2 separate regions of the Rattus norvegicus genome follow, and region 1 is linked to region 2. The links are chromatin contacts, called in public Hi-C maps. All regions are on one chromosome and are shown on one strand. Each heading gives the region's core, a stretch centred on a gene start, on an enhancer-like site or on the middle of the called end of the contact. The rest is flanking DNA. Distances are from core to core; before and after follow the strand shown.

Region 1 (6,844 bases), core at 4,051-6,550, 220 kb after region 2:
GGAGGGTATTCATACATTAAAATTGCTTAATTTTAATGTATGAAAAGCAAGCCCTCAAAATACAAACTTTAAAAATTATTGTCACAGGCAATTATATTACCTGGCATAGTCCGTGTGTGTGTGTGTGTGTGTGTGTGTGTGTGTGTGTGTGTGTGTGTGTGCACGCATTTGCTAGAACTCATGGGTCTGACCAAAATTACAATTTCTGAAGCCCGAGAAAATAGAGTTAGAATCAGTTCTAAGTCTAGAAGCCAAGAGGGAGGAGACTCGAGCAGATAGCCCCTACTGTGGTAGAGTGGTGGAGCACATGGAAGCTGGCCCGCCCAGTCTGCCTGGGATGCTACCATGGTGCCCTGTTGGAACTAGTACAGCTAAGGAAGTCTTGAACTGAACACATGTGAAAAAAAAAAGGAAGCAGCCTCTTTGATTTTTCTCCTGGTAAAGGATAAGGCTTTTCTTCCCTGCTACACCTTCATTCTTGCTTTTAATTTCTCTTTCTTCCTTTCTCTCTCTCCTTAAAAATATCCTAACAATGTAACGGACAGGCTGTACACAGAAGGAATTTGATACATCCGTCAGCATGAACTTGTCTCCACAGGTCTGAGCTTCCTTTTTACCCTTTTTCAGCTGAACCGTGGGTCATTCGAACTGACACCAAATCAATGCCCTTGGACGCTGAAGGTGTGATCTTTATAACTCTAACAGAGAGGGGGTGGGGGAGCCCTGCAATTGAGGACCTGTATTCATTGTCTATTTAATCTATTTAATAGAATTTGCTAGATGACTGACCATCTCCTGACTGTCACAGCTATTCACTGGTGATGGAGGTAAAAATGTTGTTTCAAGGGTAAACTTCCTTTTAACCATCTATTTTTAAAAAAGAAAAGTTGAAGTCACCTAGGCCGCTTGATGACTTTGAGGACACATTAGTGTTTTCGATCAGTGTTGAAATTCCAAAAACCAGAATTCAGCTCATTCTTTTGTCACTGGATGATGTTAGGATGCTCTGTTTCTTCCCAGAAGTCTGCCTTTGTCTATTGACAAATGACAGTAGTACATTCCCGTTTCCTTCTCACAAAACATTTCCTCATTCGTCTCTCGTAACTTTGGCACATGTGACTCAGACATTCCCTTCTAACTTAACTACTTTGCTGCAAAGCAAACACTCGGACACCTTCATTCTGGTGTTACCCTGCAGCCCTAAAGGGAAGAAATTATTTACTAATGTGCAGGGAATTTGTCTAAAAGAGGTTGCTGATTTTCTAGAGCGATTGGTTACAAAGACTTGACACTGAAAATAAGTAACATGCCCTTGCTCCTGGTGGTACAGGCCTTTAATCTCAGCCCTCAGGAGGCAGAGGCAGGCAGATCTTTGCAAGTTTGAGGCCAGCCTCATCTACAAAGTGAATCCAGGGCAGCCAGGGATACACAGACAAAAACCCTATCTTGAAAAACAAAGGAACAAAGAAACAAATATAACTTGATGTTCATGCATGTCCCTTCAGTTTTATAGTCGCCTTGCTCTCACCTTGGCAGTTAACACAACCATGGCAAGGTACCAGTGATGGTAGCTCTCACATTTCACTTCAGACACGCCAAAGATTTCTTGTCACTATCTTGACTATAGAATTCTCTATTTACAAAGTTTTCATGAAATTAGCGCCCTTCCTTTAGGACAGGCCTTGAGATGTTTCCTTTAAAAGAAAAAGAATCTTTCGGCAGCATAATTTGGCCTTTTGGAATCTTGGATCTAAGCTATTTAACTTTCCTTATTGTTCAATTTTGAAGTTTTTATACTTTATGTGTACTCATTTAAAAGGAGAAAATGGTACGAAATGGTGAAAATTGTATTTAAATGAAAATGGAGCCATTTACTATTTAATTTCAATATCTTAAATTAAAATTTCAAGGAGAAAAACCCAAAATGCTTGTGCAAAACCATAGTGATGGCTTTTCTGAGCTTTTCAGAGAACATTTTATCACGGGTTTCCACTTCCAGGACCTAGTTTCTTTGGGCTATATCAGGTCTCACTTTCCCTCCCATAGTGACTCTGACTCCATTGAACTGAATTTGAATTTTGTTCTCAAATCCACACTTACAGACTAAGCTAGACTATATCTAGCTTATTGAGAAAATTGTTATATACATTTAAGTAATTATTGTAGCAATGAGCATTTTAGAAGTTGAGATTTCCTTTTATATTTAACTGGGGTGGTGGTTGGGGGGGAAGCTTTACTATCTCCTTTTAACACTCAGATCACTGGAACTCTATAGCCTTGAGGGTACAAGCCTGACCATTAAAATCCCTAGTCCTACTGTGCCTTACCAAGTTAGACACTTAATACAATAAATGCATATGTGGGTAGGACCTATAAATTTTAGAAATAGCTTTTGACCTAAAATCTCCAAAGGTAATGTATAACTCGGTTAAATATTCTTTCCAACTGTCCAGTTGTGGTAAGGATGGTTTAAAAAAAAACAATAAATTCTATTTTCATTAGAGAATTTTTTTCAAGAGCTTATTATAATTATCAAAGAAACCATATTGGGAGTAATAAGCAAAATGGTTTCTGTTGTATGGGTAGCCTTTGGGTACCTGTTGTCATCTTCTCTAGCCATAGAGGATGAGCAGGTAGTTTGATGGGCAGGAGCCAAACAGATCCTTACTATCCTCTTTATCAAACCTGTAGATATCTTACAGACATTGATGCATATTGGTTTGATTTTCTGCCCACAGATGTCCAATGGACTCTTTAAAGAAACACCTTCTCTCGGCTTTCTCTGCACAAAAGCAAAAAGTACTTGCTTACCTAAAAATGGTTTCTAATTCATAAAGCTGACATAATGCAGGAATAAGGCCATGGGGGAAGGCTGACCACAGGAATCGTACTGAAGTCCTGGCCAGTTGTCTTTGCAATGGCAATGCAGTAGCCATCATTAAGATGTTAAAACAGCCTGTTCAAAGGATTCGGTGTACTCAGAAACTCTAAAACATTGTTTTAAAGGATACTTTTTAGTTCTTGAAATAACTTCTAGGTTCCTAAAAAGTAAAACAAACTTACCAGTACCTGGTACTTCAATATTTGTAACAATAAAGGCAAGGCACATGTTGGCATGAAGATGCTTGAGTATTGTTCTTTTTCTGCTCCCCAAACTCTTCTTTGAAAATGTCCTTTGAGGTCATATAGAGTCTATTGGCTTTGAGTCTGCAAAACTTTGTAAAGTTGAATGGAGTTTCAAGACTAATTTCTGCCATGGAAGCAAAAAATGTTTAAGTACTTACTTGCTCACTTTCAGAATGCTGTCCAGTTTTTCTAACAATATAAAATGTGTGGATTTCATGACTGTGACCAAGGAAGTCTACAGCATGTCGTTTAATAATCATGTTTTGCAAGGGCTGATCCAAGGCACATATGTTCATTAAATGAAATAAATACTCACCAAAGCGAAAAAAGGAAAAATTACCTATTGTAAGACAAACTAATTTTTAGCATGAAAAAAATCATGGTTTAAATGTTTCGGGAGAGCTAGAAATGTAGCCATTACTCGGGCCTATCCCATGAATATATTTAGACAGAAAAGACAAGTGCCCTGTAAATACTGACACACGGGCATGCAGAATGTGAGGACTATGAGGGGAAGTGAGCATTGTGAGCTGCCTAGCTTTTATGCCCACAAACTCACGACCATTTGCTCACTATTCTCTTCTGAACAGCCTTTTGAAAAGCCTGGGCTCACACATTTATCTTTTCATTTTTCATAGTAAACTATGATCAGAGCTATCAACTCAAATTCCATTAGCATGGTAACACTCAGTGGTCATAAATTATATCACAAAGAGGATGTTTCAGTGTTGTTAATATTAACATATACACGGATCTTCCCTGTAAAATAATCCCTGTGCAAATCAAGTATCTTGAAGTTTTTCAACTGTCTTGGGTGGGGGGAGGGTTAAAAAAGCAGCAGAGAATTAGGGAGGGGGAAAGAGGGCATAATTAATAGGTACTTGTTCCTTGAAAACCCTAGGGATACTTCTAAGCCTTTCATGCTGGTGAGTTCTCACCTAGAAAGGGGACTGCACGGGCTTTTTCAAAGCTTGGCTGAGCAGCGCTATTCAACTTGTTAGACGCTAAAGCATTCCATCTGCGTCCTGTTACTGTGAAGTGGGGTACTGTCCGATGTGACAACGTGACATACTGACATACTGACTTTATTCACTAGTAACAACCTTTCCCCCCCACAAATAAACACTTAAATTAGGAAAGACAAAAGTGTTTCAAGTTGAAACTGTCATTGCCCTGGGAGAGTAAAAGACAACTCTTGTTCTATGGCCGCTTTCTCCTTTCCAAAACTGGAATTTTTTTTTTTTTTTAGTTTTCAAACTCTTTTAATTAAAAAAAAAAGCCTAATGTATCTTACTTCGCGGTTTTCTTAACAAAGAACTATTCTTGTTCTCCTAAACCAACTTCGTAGAAAAAAAAGGAGGAAGTTAAACTTTATACAGGATTTTGTCTTTGAAGTTATGAGTATCTGAAAAAGTATTTCATTTACACTAAAGATCTTGCCATTCCTAACCGTACTTCAGATAAGTATCTCGTATATATTTACGAAGACTCTATTGAGCAATTAACGCCACGCACGTAGTAAGTTTAGGAGCACAAAATTTATATGACAGAATGCTTTCGAAAGGTATTTATTCACAGCAGCATAAAAATTTTTAATAATCCTGTCAAATACGTTCATGAATAATTTATTAATCTCCCAATTGTTAAGTACCGGGAGCGCGCACACGCGTTCTTTATGCCTGTGTCTCGTGCACACCACGCAGAAATCTTTTGCCATATTCCTGAAGTGACAAAGACAAGGTAAAACTTGTGTATTTAAGATGTCCTCAGTCTCACAAAAGGGCAGCGCTGTGGGTCAGGCTGGCGAGTTAATACACGCACTGAGTCTCCCGCTGTCCCGAAGCCCAGCTTTTAGCCACACTCGCGGCGGCCGGATTCCCGCGCCTCCGGGCACCAGGCCGGGTGGGGACAGAGCTGGTGCGGCCCCAGGTGAGCGCCAAGCCGGTCCAATGGGCATCTGCGGCCGCCGCGGCCGAGGCCAGCTACTCAGAGACCGAAGGAAAGGCCGCAGCGTCCCGACCGAGGCCGGCAGGGCGGCTGAAGCGAGAGGCCCAGCCGCCGCCCGAGCTTCCCCCCGAACCCTCCCGAACCTCCCCGAGCCACCGCCCGAACCTCCCCGAACCGTCCCGAGCCGTTGCCGAACCTCCCCGAGCCGCCCAGCGGCGGGTGCGCGCGCCCGATCAGCTGGGCGCGCGTCCCGAGTCACGTGGTGCGCATGTCGAAGGTCACGGCGCGCTCACAATGGAGCTCTCCGAGTATGTACAGAGAGGCATCCAGACGCTGGCGGATCCCGGTTCCTTTGACTCCAGCGCCTTCGCGCTTCTCCTCCGGGCGGCTTTCCAGAGCCTGCTGGACGCCCAGGCGGACGAGGCCGCGCTAGGTAAGCGGCTCGCCCGCCGCCGCGGCCTGGGCGGAGGGGCGCCGGGCAGAGCCGCCAGCCCGGCGCCTTGGGCATAGCTCCGGCCCGGGCAAGTCCCCGGGCTTCGCCCAGCTCTCGGCCGGACTGTGGGGACCCGAGTGGGCCCTGAGTGCCGCTGTGCCCCCGCAGGGCACCTACACGCGGCCAGCTCCACGCTCCTGGCCTGGTTTTCCTGCCCGTCTCTTTGTTCCTTTGTAAAGCCGCGTTCAACTCTTGTTTGTGGCCTAAATGTGTGGGGTTTTCAGCCTCCTTGGAGGCTGCGGCTGTTTTGACATTTGGACTTCAACTGGGGAGGTCCTATGATTCAGCCTCCCCCGGCTGGGCTAGAGGGGGTTGAAAGGGGGCTGTTTCCGAAGTAACGGCTGGGTCAAATAGCACTGACATTTTCCAACCTAGACAACACCTCCGGATCCTGTGATCACTCCAGCACAGGCGGTCAGTGTGTTAAGCCCAGAACCTTCATAATGTTTTGTTCTGCGGCGGTTACCAGGAAGAGAGACTTTTAAACGGCTGGTCGCAGAATGCAGTTGTCATAATGGATTAAGAGCATACTTTAAGACAAATCACTTCTAGATAATTTCCTCAAGTCCATCAACACATTCCAGAACTCCTTGGGTCCCCCGTCCCTCTAGTCATACTAGACACTTGGACAAAAAGTATGAAAGTGGAAGCTATTCTTCAAGCCAAAAGAAAAAAGAAAAATAGTAACCACCACCTGGGAGCTGTGTGTGTAGGGGTGGAGGGACTTGAAGATACTAATGAGGTTTTGACATTTCTGTTGTGCATGCTAATGTATGCCCTCCTGTCAAGTTTCCTTGATGTATTTATGTTCACGGAGCCAATTACTCTAAAATGTCATCTTTTGAAAGTTGTTCATTTTGAATTTTACACTGTGTAAACTACCTTCAGTTTCTCCTTTGCTTTTCAGTCCACCCAGCAACCACTACTCCCTTTGAGTTTTTTTTAAATATTAAGACGAAATAAAAGAAGATAATTGAAAAGAGATTGACAGCAGATTATTGATCTATTCTCTTTATTGTTTTGCAATTGACCTTGTTCCTCTCATCCATTTACAATTGAATTTTTGTTATATTTTCTAAAAGGGTAGTTTTACCAAAACTAAAATATTCCTCTTAGGAACAGGGGTCTAAAGAATTTGTAATCTTTAGCAATTACTTTATTTTAGATCACCCAGACTTGAAACATATCGACCCAGTGGTTTTAAAGCATTGTCATGGGGCAGCTGCAACTTACATACTGGAGGCAGGAAAGCACCGAGTTGACAAGTCTACTCTAAGG
Region 2 (7,109 bases), core at 699-3,198:
TAACTTAAATAAAATAAAAAACAAACAAATAAATGAAAAATATTTAAAGGAATTATTTTCTGTTCTACCTAATCTAGATTTTTTTTTTTGAGTTAAAAAGTGAAATGAACCTTCTGACCATGTGTAGTGGGAAAAGCCTATAATCTCAACATCCAGGAGGAGCCTGAGGCTGGAGAATAACAGTTTAGAGGATAGGCTAAGCTACATGAAGACCCTATCTCAAAAGCCTAAGCCTAAATAAAGTCTTCAAACTTACATTCTCACTAACTATTGTTACATACACTGCATTATCATTTACTTTGGAAATGAGGCATATTTTTTCCTCTATGAGCAGGAAGTAGCACAAGGTAACACCTTACAATGACCACAAAACCACTGTACATAATATTTTTAACTCTTAAAAAATGAGAACTGTTAAGTTCAGTACCGTGGCAATTTTATACTCAATAATTTTATATGCAATCATGGAATTAAAATGCAATGAATGAAAATTAAGCTTCTGTTTAATAGTCCAATTAATTTTCTTTGAAAGTTTCCTATTTCATAACGTACAGGAAGAGGTACATTTCTTAGCTAGTTCTGTTAAATGTGTCTTTTGTTGCTGTTGTTGTTGTTGTTGTTGCTGTTGTTGTTTTAGCTCCACAACTCATATCTTGTGTGAAGGACTCAATCAGAGCTTGGGAAATTCTTTCATTTTATGATCATGAAGTTAGTGACATGTCTTCATTTTTCTGTTCATTGTTTGAGGTAGAGCCTGAACAAATCCCCTCACTCACTTTCAAGTAGAAATAAAAGAGAACAATAGATTTTACAAGTTAAAGATGCAAGTTACATCCAGAACAGAAATGAATGGAGAGGAAAGGACATATACACAATACTATACCGGGCTCCTCTTCCAACAGCACCCCAAACACCTCAAACCCTGAAAGCTTCACAGCTTCTATGAGTCCTAAGACCAAACCGGAGGAGGTTTCAAATTCTTCCAGACCTCTAACTGCAACACCAACACTAACAGCTGGCTATAACGATTACAAAATACAGTGCAAGAAAACTGCTAACAGACGCTGGGCAAAATGTATTTCTGTCTTCCCAGGAAGGACGAGGGAGGAGGCAGATGAAGTAAAAATATGTTTAAGTGGGAAGATGACAATTTGGGGTGATACATGGTTACTGTGTCACACTTAAGACTGGGTAAGTATTAAAAAAAAAAAAACGGTCTGCCTACACCTCTCTTCCTTCTTCCTTCAGCACAGCTTCAGAGGTGGGGGAAGGATGGTCTCCAGAAAGCCAAAGAAAAGGTATCAGCACTCCCAAGCTAGTTGCACGGTCCAGCCTAACACTTAGATCAGAACTTCTGAAGTTGGACCGACAGTGGACTGGGAAGAGATGGCGGTCAAGACGACTCAGCTGAGTGAGGAGGTCCCCCTCTACCCCTCCGCCGCGGCCGGCGCGCTTACCTGCTGCACCCCGAGGAACTCATAGAAGTTCAACTGCACCTCCTCCACCAAGTCGAACAACTCCAGGTCTCCGCTCTCCCAGGCGCGCACCGGCCGCACGGCCACCAGCAGAAACAGAAGCAGCGGCCACAGCGGCCGCATCGAGGACGACACCAGCCCAGGACGCCGGGGAAGTCGCGCGGGTCCGAAGCCGGGAACCCACATATTGCTGGACTCCGAGAGAGCGGTCCGCAGCCACGCCATGCGCCGGCCGAGAGAGGGGACGTGGCGGGTGGCGCGGGCAGTGGGGACGGCGCCTGTCAGTCAGGAGCGCGGGCAGCCGCCCGGAAGCGGCCAGCCAGGCTGCCGGCTCCACGGAAGCACCAATAGACGCGGAGAAGGGGGCCGGGGAGCGGAGACCAGTCGCAGCCCGCTCTCCCTCTCCGGACCCTCGCCCCGGCCTAAGAACAGCTGGAGAGCCAGCGCCGGGAGCCAGGCTGCCTTGTGGGAGAGGCTTCCCCAGGCCTCAGCCTATCCCAGGCCTCGCTTCCGGTGACATCACGTCTCCTAGCAACTGCGGGGCGGGGCCGAGGCCGGAAGTAGGAACGCCAAGCACTCTGGATTCCGGCCTGGGAGAACAGCCTTTCCACGCTGGCTGAGGGAGGTTGACAATCTCAGACCTCCAGGGCCCAGAATGCCTCCTACCTGTAGGTTTTCTTCCCTATGCCTTCTATCTTGTTTTCCTATGTATTGATATTAAAAGCATATTTCAGGGTGGATGTATTTTATTGATTAAGGCTTCTGTTCCTGTGCATGTTTTTTTCTTTTTCTTTTTTTTCGGAGCTGGGGACCGAACCCAAGGCCTTGCGTTTGCTAGGCAAGCGCCCTACCACTGAGCTAAATCCCCAACTCCCCTGTGCATGTTTTTATTTAATCAGTAAAGATAGGATAAATTGAATTAATACCTAAAAGGCACAGATACACTCCAGTGTGGTTTGGGGGGGAGCGGGCACAAAAGGGAATTTAACCAAGAAAAAAAAATTATACTTCTAAATATGAATTAAGATTTGCGGGTAATAATCCGTGCAAATAAGCAGCCTGTAATTTCCAGGAATTCTGAAGCCCTCTTCTGGCTTCTGCAGGATCCTACACACACATGATACACATAAATCAAGCAAGCAAATACGCATACATATAAATAAATTTTAAAATATTCTTTTAAATCTGAAGTTTATTTCCTTAAAGTAAAACTAATTTTGGGCCTAGTGTTAACTCCTCGATGAAGACCACTTCTTGCTCTTGCAGAGGACCTGAGCTTTGTTCCCAGTACCCACATTGAGGTGGTTCACAGCCGCCTGTAATTTAGCTCCAGGTGATCCAACACCCTCTTCTAGCTTCCACAGGCACCTGTGCATGTGTCCATACACATAGGCAGACGTGTACATATGCATAGAAATTAAGAAATCTTTTTTTTTTAAAGACCTGTCATCTTTACCAAGTCTCTCTATATTGAAGCGGATGTTTCATTATTTGATGAGTGAAATTGTCAAAAATAATATGGTTACAAAAACTTTTTACCCAACATCTATCTTTCCCATATTTGATGATGTTATTCAGTGGCATGTTATTTGAAAGTGGTGTGATCTTGCCACAACTGTAGCAGTATTAGTATGAGCTTTAGCAGATAGGACTCTGTGTTGTCCAAGAACTCCAAAGACTTACTCCATTTTCAGGGAGTGTACCACTTCCTAAGGCCAGGCTGATACAGGAGTAGAGTTTCCTCTTTCTTCAATCCAGTGCTTTTCACAGGCATTGATCTTGAGGGTTCTTCCCATCCAGTTTGAATGATGCCTCCTTCTCCGAGACAATGTTCTTACTGCAATTCAAACTTGTCATTTTTTGTGTTAACTGTTAACACAGTTGAATAAATCCTTTGTCTGGGACTAAGGGCAGTTATCTGCTGTTTTCTTCCATGGTGACGTTTACTGATCCTAGGCATGGAGTGGCTGGCTTTAGCCTGCTCTGAGGGACTTTACACAGATAAAAAGAAAGCAGTGAAATGTTTGCTTTGAATCGTAAATGGACTAAGAGTACAAAGAAGTCCCAAACTTACAACCAGCAGTCCCACAAGACACCTGCTAAGTCTTGGATATTGCTTGACGTTCAGGAGCTGGGCTCAGAGTAACACCATCTACCAATATAAGGCATGTGACGGCTATGCCGAGTGTAACTCCACTATACCTGGATAAAATACAATCCAGAAGTGGAGGGCACACCTGAGTCCCGGATCCTGAGGCTGGACGACACAAGCTTTTGATTCAGATCTTGAGGCTGGAAAGCCGCACACCTTTGATCCAGATCTTGATCTTGAGACACACCTTTAATCTGGGCCATACCTGCTGGAGGATTACATAGGAGCGATGGAAGGAGGAAGGGTTCGTACTTCTTTGCCTGCTTGTGTTCACTTTGCCAGCACATCTGTTGGAGCCTACTTTTTCAGGATTCCAGCTTATACAGAAGACCAGCTGAACTACTTATCATTGTGGAACCAAGCAACTACTAGATTCTTGGCCTTCCTGTTCACAACTGGCTGTTGTTGGGTTAGTTAGTTAGTTAGTTCGTTCATTTGTTCGTTCGTTAGTTCTTAACTAGAAGGACTAGCCTACCTCAACTGCATGGGCATTATTCTTCACACTCAAAACCACTGCAAATGCTTCTGAAGTTACATGAAGAAGATCTCTAAGGCCAAGGAGATGAGTGCTTTTCTGGTTCTTGATCAAAAGTTCAAAGGAATCACAAACAGAAAGAAAGCAGCAGTCGACTGCATCTTAATAACTCTACATTCCAGTCACAATCCAGCTCATCTGTGACTGTGTAGAAGATGTCAGACACTCACCCAACTTGTCTAATTTCCATTTTAGTGGAAAATAAGCATCTACGCTGTCTATGGGAATTTTGTATAAAACTCTGGAATATGTGGTGGTTATTTTTAAGTGTAAGACATAACAAGAATAGGAAGTTTTGACCAATGATAAGGAAGAGGAAAAGAAGATTATAGAATCCCACAGATAAACCAGATGTTAAAGCTTTGAGATGACTATTTAAAATGACTTATTACAAAATAAAGCAATGGGTCATAAGATGGAGGAGGGGAAGGCGGGTAAAATATATAACAAGGTACAGAATTTTAACAGAATCAGTGGAAAAAATCCTGAAAATTATAATATATGAAATAAAGAACTCAGTAAAAGAGTTAACCTGCAAACAAGAGATTAGTGGGTTTGGGAAAGGTCAAGACAATAAAAATAACCAAACTGAAAGAAAAAGAATGGAGGAAGAACAGAATTTAAAAAACAGTTCAGGTGTGCAAAGAATAAACCTAGCATGTGTATAACAAACCTCAAAACACTTCCGGAGCAGAAGTGACATTTGAAGGAATAGTAGTTTTACAGAAGTGATGACAATCATAAAGACACAGAAGCAAAACGTCACTCAAAATGAATCACAGATCTAAATGGAAATGTTGAAAATTGAGAAGTCTTGGAAACAAAAACCCGGTGTTGGGGATTTAGCTCAGTGGTAGAGCACTTGCCTAGGAAGCGCAAGGCCCTGGGTTTGGTCCCCAGCTCCGGAAAAAAAAAAAAAAAGAACCAAAAAAAAAAAAAAAAACCGGAATAATATTAGTGGCCTTTAGCCAATGACTCCTTAGATATGACACCAACTGCAAACATGCTAAAAGATAAAATTACACAGAAATGATTACTTTTATATTACAACAATATCAAAGTTGATAGCTGGAATAATCCCAATCTAAACTCTAAATATTTGTCCTTATACTAAGAGATTACTGTAACTCTCACAGTTACTCTCAAAGAAACTTTTTTTTGTAACAAATACAGACCATTACAGAAAACTACAGCCATCAAAATGGGAGCTCAGCCTCAACTGACATCTGTAACACAACTCCTGCACTTAAGGCTCAGGGATCATTGGGGAACAGGGGAAGATTTAAGAGAAGAGAGATTGTGTCTGAACTGTATTATCCTGTGTCATCCTGAATATTGATTGTGTCATCCTTTATAAAAATGACACCAATAGACAAGCTAATGGGGTTGGGGGGAGCTCATAAGGCCTCAACCCTAGACAAACTACAAAGCTATAGGCAACTAAGGAATCTGGGAGCAAGAGAAACATCAATGCTCCACAATTAATGTATGAATTTTTCTTAAATGTGGTGTAGCTAAATAATATCATTATTATTCCCAACGGCATTATTTTTCAGCAATAAAAAGAAGTGAAGTGGGGCTGGAGAGATGGCTCAGGAGTTAAGAGCACTGACTGCTCTTCCAGAGGTTCTGAGTTCAATTCCTAGCAACTACATGATGGCTCACAACCATCTGTAATGGGATTCAATGCCTTCTTCTGGTGTGTCTGAAAACAGTTATACCATACTCATATAAATAAAATAAATAAATCTTAAAAAAAACTTTAAAAAAAGTGATGTGTTATGAACTCAGAAAATATGCCTAGTGAGAAAAAAAACTGTCAAAAATTATCATTTATTTTATGATTCTTTTTTTTGCAAAATGTCCAGAATAGATAAACTTAGAAAATAGATTAGTGGTTTGTTAGGGTTGACGGTAGGGGATGTTAGAGATTCACTATGAATGGATGCTAGCTTTCTTTTTCTTTCTTTTTTTTTTTTTTCTTTTCTTTTTTTCGGAGCTGGGGACCGAACCCAGGGCCTTGTGCTTGTTAGGCAAGCGCTCTACCGCTGAGCTAAATCCCCAACCCCGCTAGCTTTCTTTAATAGAGTTAAATTAGATAATGGTGACAGTCTGAACGCTTTGTCAGTATACTGAAACTGCTGCCTTGTCCTCTTTAAATGGGTTAATTATACATACATCAATTACATGGTGCTGAAACTGTGTCTAAAAAGAGACTGAGAGGGGCTTGGAGAGATGGCTCGGGGGGAGAACACACTGTTCTTGAGGGGACCTGAGTTTGGTTCCCGGCACCTATGTCAGGCAGCTCATTGTAACGTGAAACTGCATGAGTATTTTAAGCCTCAGATCCCACCCCTGAGTGATACACCCTCCAACAAGCCCATTCCTCTCAGTCCTTCCTGAACAGTTTCACCAATTGGGAACCAAATATTCAAACAGATGCGCTGAAGGGGTAGGGCATTGTTATCCAAGCCACCACATTCAAAAGCATCTATAACTCTGGCTTCCATGTGGACTTGTACCTGCGCGCGGGCGCGTGTACACACACACACACACACACACACACACACCACCACCACCACCACCACCACCACCACCACCACCATTTCTTTTATTTTTATTTCTTTTATTTTATTGGTTATTTTATTATTCACATTTCAAATGTTATCCCCCTTCCCAGTTTCCCCTCCACAAACCACATATCCATCCCCTCCCCCCTTCCCCTGCCTCTGTGAGGGTGCTCCCCGACCTGCCCACCCACTCCTGCCTCAGTGCCCTAGCATTCCCCTAAGCTAGGTCTTAGAGCCTCCACAGAAGCAAGGACTTCTCCTCCGACTGATACCACATAACGCACTCCTCTGCTACATATCCAGCTGGAGCCATGAGCCTCCCCATATGTACTCTTTGGTTGGTGGTTTAGTCCCTGGGAGCTCGGTCTGGTTGATTG

Evidence for each region. Hi-C and Micro-C count contacts between places; a contact is called where the count stands out from the background.
Region 1: a Hi-C map of Schwann cells shows a contact between it and region 2, with 4 times the contacts expected there. The contact joins the promoter of Commd3 here to the promoter of Dnajc1 in region 2. A contact is called at or near these places in 6 of 12 Hi-C or Micro-C datasets (the A7r5 cell line, Schwann cells, frontal cortex and 3 more) and 1 of 1 datasets of contacts at active chromatin or transcription factors (oligodendrocytes).

Annotation. Positions count from the first base shown.
Region 1 is chr17:86,230,563-86,237,406 of GRCr8, forward strand. It overlaps Commd3 (COMM domain containing 3), which reads left to right and starts at 5,301. Exons shown (of 8, transcript NM_198732.3): 1 at 5,301-5,506; 2 at 6,732-6,843. The coding sequence starts at 5,368. It overlaps LOC134482616 (a long non-coding RNA gene), which reads right to left and starts at 5,101. Exons shown (of 2, transcript XR_010059002.1): 1 at 4,948-5,101; 2 at 4,665-4,847.
Region 2 is chr17:86,018,484-86,025,592 of GRCr8, forward strand. Dnajc1 (DnaJ heat shock protein family (Hsp40) member C1) reads right to left here and starts at 1,949. Exons shown (of 12, transcript NM_001400837.1): 1 at 1,458-1,949. The coding sequence starts at 1,700. It overlaps LOC134482756 (a long non-coding RNA gene), which reads right to left and starts at 1,451. Exons shown (of 2, transcript XR_010059278.1): 1 at 1-1,451.